2 separate regions of the Sus scrofa genome follow, and region 1 is linked to region 2. Evidence: chromatin contacts called from public HiChIP or PLAC-seq data. All regions are on one chromosome and are shown on one strand. The core of a region is the stretch at or near the end of the contact, and the rest is flanking DNA. Distances in the headings are between cores, read along the strand shown.

The links. HiChIP or PLAC-seq counts read pairs in DNA pulled down with a chosen protein or histone mark.
Region 1: an H3K27ac HiChIP or PLAC-seq map of alveolar macrophages shows a contact between it and region 2. The contact joins two enhancer-like sites. A contact is called at or near these places in 1 of 47 Hi-C or Micro-C datasets (fibroblasts) and 1 of 2 datasets of contacts at active chromatin or transcription factors (alveolar macrophages).

What each region holds. Positions count from the first base shown.
Region 1 is chr18:19,334,180-19,339,235 of Sscrofa11.1, forward strand. All of the region lies in intron 1 of AHCYL2 (adenosylhomocysteinase 3), which reads right to left. Among named protein-coding and RNA genes, the nearest start is that of STRIP2, 81 kb to the left of the region's middle. Within about 2 kb of position 3,127, at least 7 of the 83 cell types and tissues checked have an H3K27ac peak or open chromatin away from gene starts, as enhancers often do. A contact at or near this core is called in alveolar macrophages, where this site is marked.
Region 2 is chr18:19,106,171-19,111,913 of Sscrofa11.1, forward strand. The region is part of intron 1 of NRF1 (nuclear respiratory factor 1); the gene reads right to left. Among named protein-coding and RNA genes, the nearest start is that of NRF1, 34 kb to the right of the region's middle. Within about 2 kb of position 1,266, at least 4 of the 83 cell types and tissues checked have an H3K27ac peak or open chromatin away from gene starts, as enhancers often do. A contact at or near this core is called in alveolar macrophages, where this site is marked.

The DNA.
Region 1 (5,056 bases), core at 1,877-4,376, 230 kb after region 2:
TAAAGCAATTTGAGTGATGGCAAGATATAGAAGGTCGATGAAATGCAGGAGCGATTTGAGGTCAGGGTGTCAATTTTGATAAGGCCCTCTGAGAGCAGGTTAATTTGGACAAAGCAACCTCCGTTTACTGTCCTCTGTCTGCTCTCCCTTTTATTTTATTTATTTATTTATTATTGATTTATTTATTGTCTTTTTGCCTTTTCTAGGGCCAAGGGATCTGAGCCTTGTCTGCGACCTACACCACAGCTCATGGCAATGTTGGATCCTTAACCCACTGAGCAAGGGCAGGGATCGAACTTGCAACCTCATGTTTCCTAGTCGGACTCGTTAACCACTGCACCACGATGGGAACGCCTCACCTGGGTTTTAAATGCAACATATTTAAAAATGATTGCCCCATCTTTCCTTTCCGCCCACCCTTCAAACAAGTTTCTTCTCACTCTTCTATCACTGTTCACTGTTCCTTCAGTCACCCAGATATAAAACCTCAGTCATGTTCGATTTCTCCCTTTTCCCCAGTGCCCAGAACAATTGGTTACTAATGGTTTTTGAGCCCTCCTACCAAGCCTCTCATCTCTTCCTCCCTGTCCATTTTTATTGCCTCCTAAAAACCCTCTGTAAATCACTTCCAGGAGGATCTCCCACTGCTTATTATCCCTATATACCCTGTATCCCCAGGTAAGCTGTATTACCTGCCATCTCCTAAAGGTAGACTGTACAAGAGAGAAGCTAAGAGCACTGGTCTTGGAGTTAAACAGACCTCGGTTCAAATGCTGGCTGACATGTAACTAACCTTTCTAAACCTCCAGTTTTCTTTTCTTTTCGGCTGCACCCATGGCATGTAGAAGTTCCCTGGCCAGAGATCAGACCCACGTGACAGCATGCCACCAGGGAACTCCCCAAACTCCAGTTTTCTAATCCATACAATGGAAATAATAATAGTCCTCTCACAGGATTGATGCAAGGATTTTTTGAAGTGCACATGGGAGTTCCTGCTGTGATGCAGTGGGTTAAGAATCTAACTGCAGGTGCTCAGGTCGCTGCGGAGGCATAGCTTTGATCCCCAGCTCCGTGCAGTGTGTTACAGGATCTGGCATTGCTATAGCTGTGGTGTAGGTTGCAGCTGTGGCTTGGATTCAATCCAAGGTGCAGGAAGTTCCATACACCATGTGTGTGGCAATAAAAATAATAGCAATAAAGTGTAGATACTTAATAAATGGTCGCTCTTACTCATGTCATTGTTATGCTGTCTCCTTTGCCACCTTGATGCCTTTGCTCATGCATTTTCTCAAACTGAAACGCATTCATTCTGCCACAGAATCTAACCTAAAAAAAAGTTATCTCTTTTCTCTAATACTGTTACTTTGTCACAACACTATTTTCACCTTTCCTCATATTTCAGTTGTGTGTGTGTGTGTGTGTGTGTGTGTGTGTGTGTGTGTGTTATCCCTCATTAGATCCCAGGCTCTTCAGGGCTTAGCTTTGATTTGCCTCGAGTGTCTGGCATTCGGTGTGGGCTTAAGACACTGTCCAATCTTGTATGCTGTACATATACCTTATAATACTCTGGGGCAACTTGCAGAGCCAATGTGTTCTACATATTTATGTCCATTTTATAGGATTTGGAACATTATGATATCTACCAAGGCTTCGTTATACTACCGACCAAAGCAACGACTTATTTGTGGTGAGTCCTTAATAGGTTTTTAGTCTTTAATTATAATATTATCACTGCAAGAATATACAATCTGCTTTCCACTGCTTGATCTGCATCAATTATAATCCATTATGATCTGTATCATAAGGAAGCTTTTCAGAACAAATCAAGGCCAAAAGACGTTTTCTGCTGTACATCAGAAATTAACACAACACTGTAAATCAACTATACTTTTTCAATAAAAAATAAATAAATGGAAGATGACTGGCCTCATGGTAGTGCTAAAACATAGACTTTTGGTTGGGAATAAAAGAATAAGCATAAGTAAAAGATATAACTTTAGCAGGCTAAATTAAATGTCATTTTAGCTGTAACTTTTTTTGTTTTTGTTGTCAGTGTATGTTTTAACTAAAATAGACTTCCTTTGAAAACTATATCTGTAATGACTCTGAAACAAAAATAAAACAGTAGCTATTACATTCAAGAACTGAAGGTCTATTAACTGAGTGGGACTGCATAAGGCACAGGGTATTGGTGTAAATACTAGTTATAAAGTTGTTTTCAATCTGATTTAATTTTACCCTACTGTGCCTTAGAAGATATACCTATAGCAAGGGCAAGAGTGAGGCCCCTGCGCACCATTATCTATAATAACTACACTTAGCATTTAGGATCTTGCAATTTGAAAAGGTTACAGAAACTGCACCTGCTCCTGCAGCCTTCAAGCTTTACAAAAATTGACCCAGTGTGTGAACAGCTCCAAAGAATCTCATTTCATTGCAAGAACATCAACTTGAAGCTCTATGTGCCAATAGTGTTCCTTCCAATGGTGACTTTTTTGGGGGGTAGGGCGGGGCTTGACATGCAGCAGCTTACTGTGGGATCTCAGTTCCCAGACCAGGGATTGAACCTAGGCTGCAGTGGTGAAAGCACTGAATCCTAACCACTAGACCACCAGGAAACTCCCCCCTACCAGTAATGATTTGATACAAGCACCATCATTAAGTAAGTGAGGGCAAGCCAGAGTGACCACCTGCTTGGGGCTGGAGGGTAAAGGACAGGAAGTTAATATCTCCAGGGCCAAAGTTAAAAAGAACCAGGCAAATAACGGAGGAAAAAAAGAAAGAAAGAAAGAAAGAAAGAAAGAAAGAAAGAAAGAACGAACCAGGCAGTGGTAAAGAAGTAACTACAATGGCAGAAGAGTTTTAAATAGGAGGTGATAAGTCTGGAGCCTAGCAAGTCATAAGGCACAGGGCAAGGAAGACAAGATTGTGACTGGTCCTCTATTCCTGACTTGTCACTAATGGTTTTATTAGATTTTGGCAAGTCACCTAATTACTCTCCTCTTCAGTTTCCTTATTACAAAATAAGTGGGAAGTGGGTAAGAGGGCACTGTGGAAGGTTAGAGCTGGTTCCTTCCAGTTCTGATATTTCAGTATTTCTCATCCACCCGGTTTCTCTGAGGCCATAAGAAAAAGCAGTAACTACTCCTTAGTCATCTAAGTGACTTAGCTTATTGCAGAGGCTAAGGTTCTTACCACCGAGTTCAAAGTTCCAGCTGGTCAATTATAAGGCTGGCTGAAATCTGCTAGGCTTTAAATCTCCCTCGCCCCTTCAAACTTGAAATGCCCACATTACCAGAGCAACTGGAGTTGTTCAATCCTCTGACCCCACAACTTAAATATTAGGCTTCCTACTTCTTGGTTCCTCAGTAATCTTAAGACTCATATCCCACAGGTATTTTAGGCTCCACATGGAGACATATCAGTACTGGGAAAGACCACAGGCTTTAGAGTTATATAAGCTTGGGTATTTTTGTTTGTTTGTTTGTTTGTCCTTTTAGGGCCGCACCTGTGGCATATGGAGGTTCCCAGGCTAGGGATCTAATCGAGCTATAGCTGCCTGCCTATGCCAGAGCCACAGCAACGCCAAATCCGAGCTAAGTCTGCCACCTACATCACAGCTCACGGCAATGCCGGATCCTTAACCCACTGAGCAAGGCCAGGGATCAAACCTGAAACCTCATGGTTCCTAGTCGGATTTGTTTCTGCTGAGCCACGCACAACAGGAACTCCTAGGTTTAAAGACTGGCTCCATTACTTACTAGCTGTGTATCTTTAGGTAAGCTATATAACTTTTTGAGCCTTTGCTTTCTCATCCGTAAAAGAGAATAAAACCCTCCTCATACTGAAGTTATAAAGAGTAAAGAATACATAGAAATACATAAGAGCACTTAGCATTGTGCCAACTATTTTGTTCAACACTAGACATAGAAGAGTAGTACCAGATGGATTTGAATCTTCAGTCATCACTTACCAACTGTGTAACTTCAGGCAAATTACTTATCCTCCTTAGTTTTCTTATCTGGAAAATGGCACATTAAGAATATCTACCTTATATGGAGTTCCCGTCACGGCTCAGTGGTTAACGAATCCGACTAGAAACCATGAGGTTGCGGGTTCGATCCCTGGTCTCGCTCAGCAGGTTAAGGATCTGGCATTGCCGTGAGCTGTGGTGTAGGTCGCAGATGCGCCTCGGATCTGGCATTGCTGTGGCTCTGGTGCAGGCTGGAAGCTACAGCTCTGATTAGACCCCTAGCCTGGGAACCTCTGTATGCTGCGGGAGCAGCCCTAGAAAAGACAAAAAGACAAAAAAAAAAAAAAAGAATATCTACCTTATAGAATTGCTGAGAGGATCAAATAAATTAACATATATAAAGTACTTAGAATGGTGCCTGGAATTTGTCATGATATTTATAATGATATTTATAATTTACTATTCTTATTAATCACAACACATTTAAATTCATCTTCTCTTCTTAGATATGGTGAATACATTCAATGGAACCACAATTCTTTTCCTTTTTTTTTTGGCTTTTTAGGACCACACCCATGGCATATGGAAGTTCCCAGGCTAGGGGTCGAATTGGAGTTACAGCTGCCGGCCTACACCACAGCCACAGCAATGCAATATCCAAGCTGTGGCTGTGACCTACACCACAGCTCATGGCAACATCAGATCCCCAACTCTCTGAGTGAGGCCAGGGATCGAACCTGCATTCTCATCAATACTAGTCAAATTCGTTTCCGCTGCACCACAATGGGAACTCCCGAACCACAAATATTTATTGAGTGCCTATCATGTGCCAGGCAGCAAAGAAAGACAGTCCCTGCCCTGGTGGTGCAGGAGAGAGAGAGAGGCAATTAGATAAGTAATTACCCAAAAAGTGTGCAAAATGATAAGGTAAACACAAGCTGCTACGGGAGTACATGGCAAGAGTACCAATCATGTGTACTGGGAGTGTCACATCCAAGAAAGGTAACGGATGAGCCGGGGGTACCTGGTGTGCATTGGGTGGGGAGGGGAATGAGAAGAGTGCTCCAGATAGAAAGAACATGT
Region 2 (5,743 bases), core at 16-2,515:
TCGGCTTGGGCGTGTTAACTTTTATCGCACACTATCATGTGTACATCTTCAACCCAAGATTTGGGTTTTACTGAGGGTTCAGTGAATTTGTACTATAAAATCGTCATTTTGAAATGAAGTGATCTTTTTCAAAATGCGCTCGCAGTCACCTGTCCCAGTCCCTCTAACATGCCTTCTATTGCCTCCACCCTTCAAGCTCTGCCATCACTGTCTTATAGCAGCCCACTGGCCTCGCTCAGTGGCTTAAGGATCCGGTGTTGTCACAGTTGCAGCGTACGTCACAGGTGTGGCTTGGATCCTGTGTGGCTGTAGCTGTGGCATAGGCCAGCAGCGGTAGATCCAATTCCACCCCTAGCCTGGGAACTTCCATATGCCAAAGAAAAGTAGAGGACAAGGGACTAACTCTTTGAGGAAAATGGAGAACTGTGCACACATTTTATGTAATTGTTTAAAATATCTTAATTGAGAGTCCCTATTATGTATATAAATTATTATTTGTATAGATTACTTACATAAATTTAGAAATGATTAAAAAAACATGTAAAAATGGGGGCCAGATCAATCACTGGAAATCACGTATATGCAGAAGAATCAAGACCTAATAACCAAAACCCTAGTACTGACTATATTTTCCAAAAACTATGCATAATTTATGGACTGTGTATTGTCTCACTAAATTTAAAATATATAATACTGAACATTTAAAAGCATGCTTTCTCATACATGGAGCTGTGCCTAAGGAGATAAGTGAGGCAAGAGCAACACTGATGAATATTGAAAAACAGGTTGAGCAGTAAGCTTAGCACTCATTGCTTTGTGCTTTACTTCCTGCATTTTACTCCCTCTGATCCACTGTGAAATGAAGGCCAAGGAACACATACATGTGTGTTGGGTGGTGGCAGTGTTAACTGAGGCTTTTTTAAAAGTCAATCATATATGAAAGCACTTTTATAACTGCAACATGATACAGAAACATATGGCAATATTTTATTTTATGGTGAAGCAAGAAAGCAAAGCAGAAGAGGAAATAATTACTGTATCGTCCATGCAAGCGCTTATCCGGCATATGAGTTCCAGGATCATGGGTAGGACCATAAGCAGATCCAAATCTCCTCAGAGGAAAACCATATAAACCAGAGCAGCCCCTCATACCTATTTTGTTTGGGTATGCTTGGTTTTTGTTTGGCTTTTAAATGTGAATGACTCGCCAACATTTTAAAATAGGGAAGTAACACCAGTAAGCAGTACCGCATTAAAAACTTGGGCTGGTGAGTCAGTTTTGTCATTTACTAGTCTGGTGACTCTAAAGCTCTCCACATGTTTCCTTATTTATAAACTGATAAAACTGGTAATAATGTATTAATACCTTCCTGGTAGTGTTGATATGAAGATTAAATGAAATGATATAATTAAGTAAAGGACTCAGCAGAGTGTCCCTCCCCAAATAAATGCTGTTACTTCAGACTGGCAACAAGTGACTGGCTAGAGGGAGCAGGACATGCTCTTATCAAAGTTCTCTTCAAGATGCCCATTCCTGGGCTCCCTTGATCATTTCCAATGCCTGTTTAGTCTCGCACCAGAGACTGAAAACTCAATAGCAACAAAGACTGCAATGCAATGTATAACTGCTAAGGAAGAAAATCAAAGGAAGAACGGGGCTCAAAGGAGAGAGTAGTTAATCCAATCAATCAAATATTGTCTGAGGACCAGATCCTAGGCAAGAGACTCAGGGATAAGAAGGCAGAGTCCCTAACCTCAAGGAACATACATTCTGGAAAAGGGAGCCATAACAATAAAGACAGAAAGGAGGAAACGAATCTGACTAGGAACCATAAGGTGGCGGGTTTGATCCCTGGCCTCGCTCAGTGGGTGAAGGATCCGGCATTGCTGTGGCTGTGGTGTAGGCCAGCAGCTATAGCTCCATTTGGACCCCTAGCCTGGGAATCTCCATATGCCGCGGGTGCGGCCCTGAAAAAGCCAAAAAAAAAAAAAGAATAGGCAAGAATTTCAAGAAGTGGCATGTGCTATGCAGGGGATAAAATAAGGCAATATGATAAGAAAATGGCGGTGGGGCGGGGAACAGTGGTCTCTGATGGGGCACATTGGATATGCAACCTGAATGGGTGAGAAAAAGGCAGCCACAGGAAGAGCCTGGTGAAAAGGGAAAGGGTAGAGGGAGACAGGATGGAAAAAAAACCACGAAAGGCCTTTGTAGACCTTGGAAAGGAGTTTGTTTTTAATTTTTATTTTCTGTCTTTTTAGGGCAGCACCCACAGCACATGAAGGTTCCCAGGCTAGGGGCTGAATGGGAGCTGTAGCCACTGGCCTATACCACAGCCACAGCAACACCATATCTGAGCTGTGTCTTCGACCTACACCACAGCTCATGGCAATGATGGATCCTGAACCCACTGAGTGAGGCTAGGGATCAAACCTGCATCCTCATGGATGCTAGTCAGATCCGTTTCAAGCCACGATGGGAATTCCCTGGAAAGACGCCTAGACTGTATTCTGATCAGGAAAGATTTTATGGAGTAGCTAGCTATTTGAGAGGTGTTGCTGGGGGCTAGGAAGGGGAGTGGGGTAGAAGTACTGGGAGCAGAGGAAACAATGTGGCATATGGAGCATGACCAAGCATGCCAGTACACCAGAGGTTCAGCTACCTGGAGCCACATGATGGGGGCCTTATGTGTTGTGCAAAGTAATCTGTACAGCATCTTATAGTTCAGTGGTACTCAATATTATGAAGATCCCTTTATAACAAGGGAAGGAAGGGAGGAGGGAGGGAGGGAAGAGAGAGCAGGGGGTGGAATCTCTACTACATGATAATTTTATTTATTTAGAAAAAACAGATAATGAAAAGAGTATACTATAGATTAGTTTATTTGAAAACTCAAATGTAAGCAATACTTTAAAGAGATAGTATCATCTATACGGTCTACAAATAACTGCAGGTCACAAAGGCCCACTACAGTAACTCCTTAAAGGCCATTCTTAAAGCTCTAGGCTACAGGATGCAGCACTGCTAAAGAGGATAAGCAGCATCCTGCAAACATTCCTCCCCGCTGTGTGAAGAATCATTTGGGAAGGACTAGGCTAGAGGCAGTCAAATCACTGATGGAACTAATTCAATGGTCCATAAGGGAACACTAATGGGGGCCTGAATTAAGACAATGGGGATAGCTGGGTCACTTTGCTGTACAGCAGAAATGGACAGAACACTGTAAATAAACTATACTTTAATAAGAAAACTTTTTTTAAAGACAATGAGGATGGAAAGAAAGTGTGAAATATCTAGGGGATGAAAATGGAAAGGATTTAGTGAACAACGGGATGGGAACAGTGAAGTTCAGGATGATGACAACGTTCTAGGCCTGGGTTGAGAACTGGCTCATTAACAAGACAAGGAACAACAAAAAAAAAAAAGCGGGTCTGCAGAGGAAGACAGTACATTACAATATTTATACAAATAGATACTCAGATCTGGAACTGTGATACAGGGACAAGTGTGATGCAGGTGTAAGTTGGGACTCATGAACAAGGAGGTGGTAGTGAAAGTACAGAGCATGAATAAAATTGACCAGGAATTATATGTAAAGTGGGATGATAAAAGAAGCAAGGAATCTTGGGAATATTCAAAGGGGCATATAAAGGAAGGGAAAAAAAATAACGTGTGAAGACAAATGAGAAGTTAGAAGGAAAAATGAGAATCAGGAGACAGTAGTGTCATAGAAGGCACAGGAAGAGAAGTTAACAATATCAAATGCAGTGGAAGAAAGGCTGAGATAATGACTGGCCAAGAGATTCAATTTCTTCATTCATGCAACATATACATAAAAATTATCCATGTGTATCAAGCATTGATGAAGGCACAGAGGAGAGAGCTGTGAACAAAAACAAGTCCTCGCCTTGTTAGGCTTTACATCCTACTGGAAGAAGGTCAACTAAACAAATATACACATAATATTTTAGGGAGGGGAATATGAGGGCAGGGGAGGGTATTGGTCAAGAAATGCCTTTCTGACAAGAGCTCTGAGCTCAGATCTGCAGGAAGTGAGGGAGGCAGCATGAAATGCTTGGGGGAAGAGTATCCAAAACAGCAAGAACAGCAAACACAAAGATGCTGAGACAGGGGCATGCCTGGTGTGATCAAGGAACAGCAAAATGGCCCATGTACCTGAAGCACCCTAAATCAGGGGAGGAGAAGCAGATGAGGTTGGAGAGGTTAGCAGAGTCAGCTTTGTGGGACCTTGAGGGCGACATAAATAAGAGCTTTGGATTTTACTCTGAATAAGATGGGAAGTCTTCGGAAGGTTTTGAGCAGGGGTTATAAATGTAAACTGATTTTCTGTACATTGTTCAAAAGATCACTTGGGCTGCTATGTGAGAGTAGACAGAAGGGAGAGAAAAGTGGAAGCAGGAAGACCAATTACAAGGCTACTGAAAGATAAGCATGTGAGCATAGCTTGGACCAGGATAGCAGCAACAGAGGTGATGAAAAGTAGTTACATTTTGCATGTTTTGAGGATAGAGCTATCAGGATCTCCTGACAGTTGGGATGCAGGGTAGAGTGAAAGAGAGGAGTCTAAAAATGACTCCAAGGCTTTTTGGTTTGAGCAATTGGAAGAACATAATGGCCATTTACTGGGATGGGAACAAAATGTCAGAGGAACAACTGAGATGCCTATTATAGAGCCATGTGGAAATGTTGAATAGAATATCGTGAACTGGAGGCTTAAGTGTGCTATTTTTTTAAACTGCTTTTACATGTTTTAAATGCTTTTTATCACTTATTTTTGCTCCTTTTTGGAACAATATAATTAAGATTTGCAGTTATATTCATACAAATATTGAGGTAAACATTTACTATTTAGGTTCATTCATTTCTGGATAAATCAACTATTAAAATGCCACTATTACCCTTTCTAAGGTAACAACACTAGGTCACAATTACCTATCATATCTCAGATTTCTGTCAAACATTTTTCTTTACGAATGTCAAAAGAGTCTATGAAAACAAGATAACTACATAAGCAAGTTAAACTATGTTGGAGAGATTCAAGGACATCCTCTGTATTATATGAATACAAGGACAAAGAAGCCAAAACTTGCAGTCAGGAATATCTAGTTTTGATTTCTAACTGCATAACTTTGCAATAAAATCATAAAATTTCTACGTGCTTCTGTTTGGTCATGTGCAAAATTGATAAGGATGACGCCTGCCTCATAGGGTAGTAACAATAATAACAGCTATCATTTATTGAGCCTTTACTATGTGCTAGCTGCTTTTCTAAGCACTTTTACATATATGATCTCATTACAGTGTATGATGTAATCCTCACAACTCCATGAGGTATTATTATCCTCACTGTCATGATGAAATGAGGCACAATGAGGTTAAGTAACTGTTTTAAAGCAAACAGGAAATGAGTGACAGAAACAAAATCTAAATCTTGTCAGTGGGCATAATGGTGCTCTATAGTTTATAAAACGTGTTCATATTTTGTTTTTAAAGGGAGGTTCAGCACAGTATTAGAATGAACAATGGGAAATTGCTTTTTGCAGGTCCAAAACCAAAACCAGCAATTTCATATAGTTCAACCCAAACTATTATGCTATAGCCACTTAAAAAAATGAAATGTGAAAATGTTAACTGGAAAGCTCTATGGAAGGTATTATTATTATTATTATTTTGTATTTTTGTCTTTTTCTAGGGCCGTACCCACAGCATATGGAGGTTCCC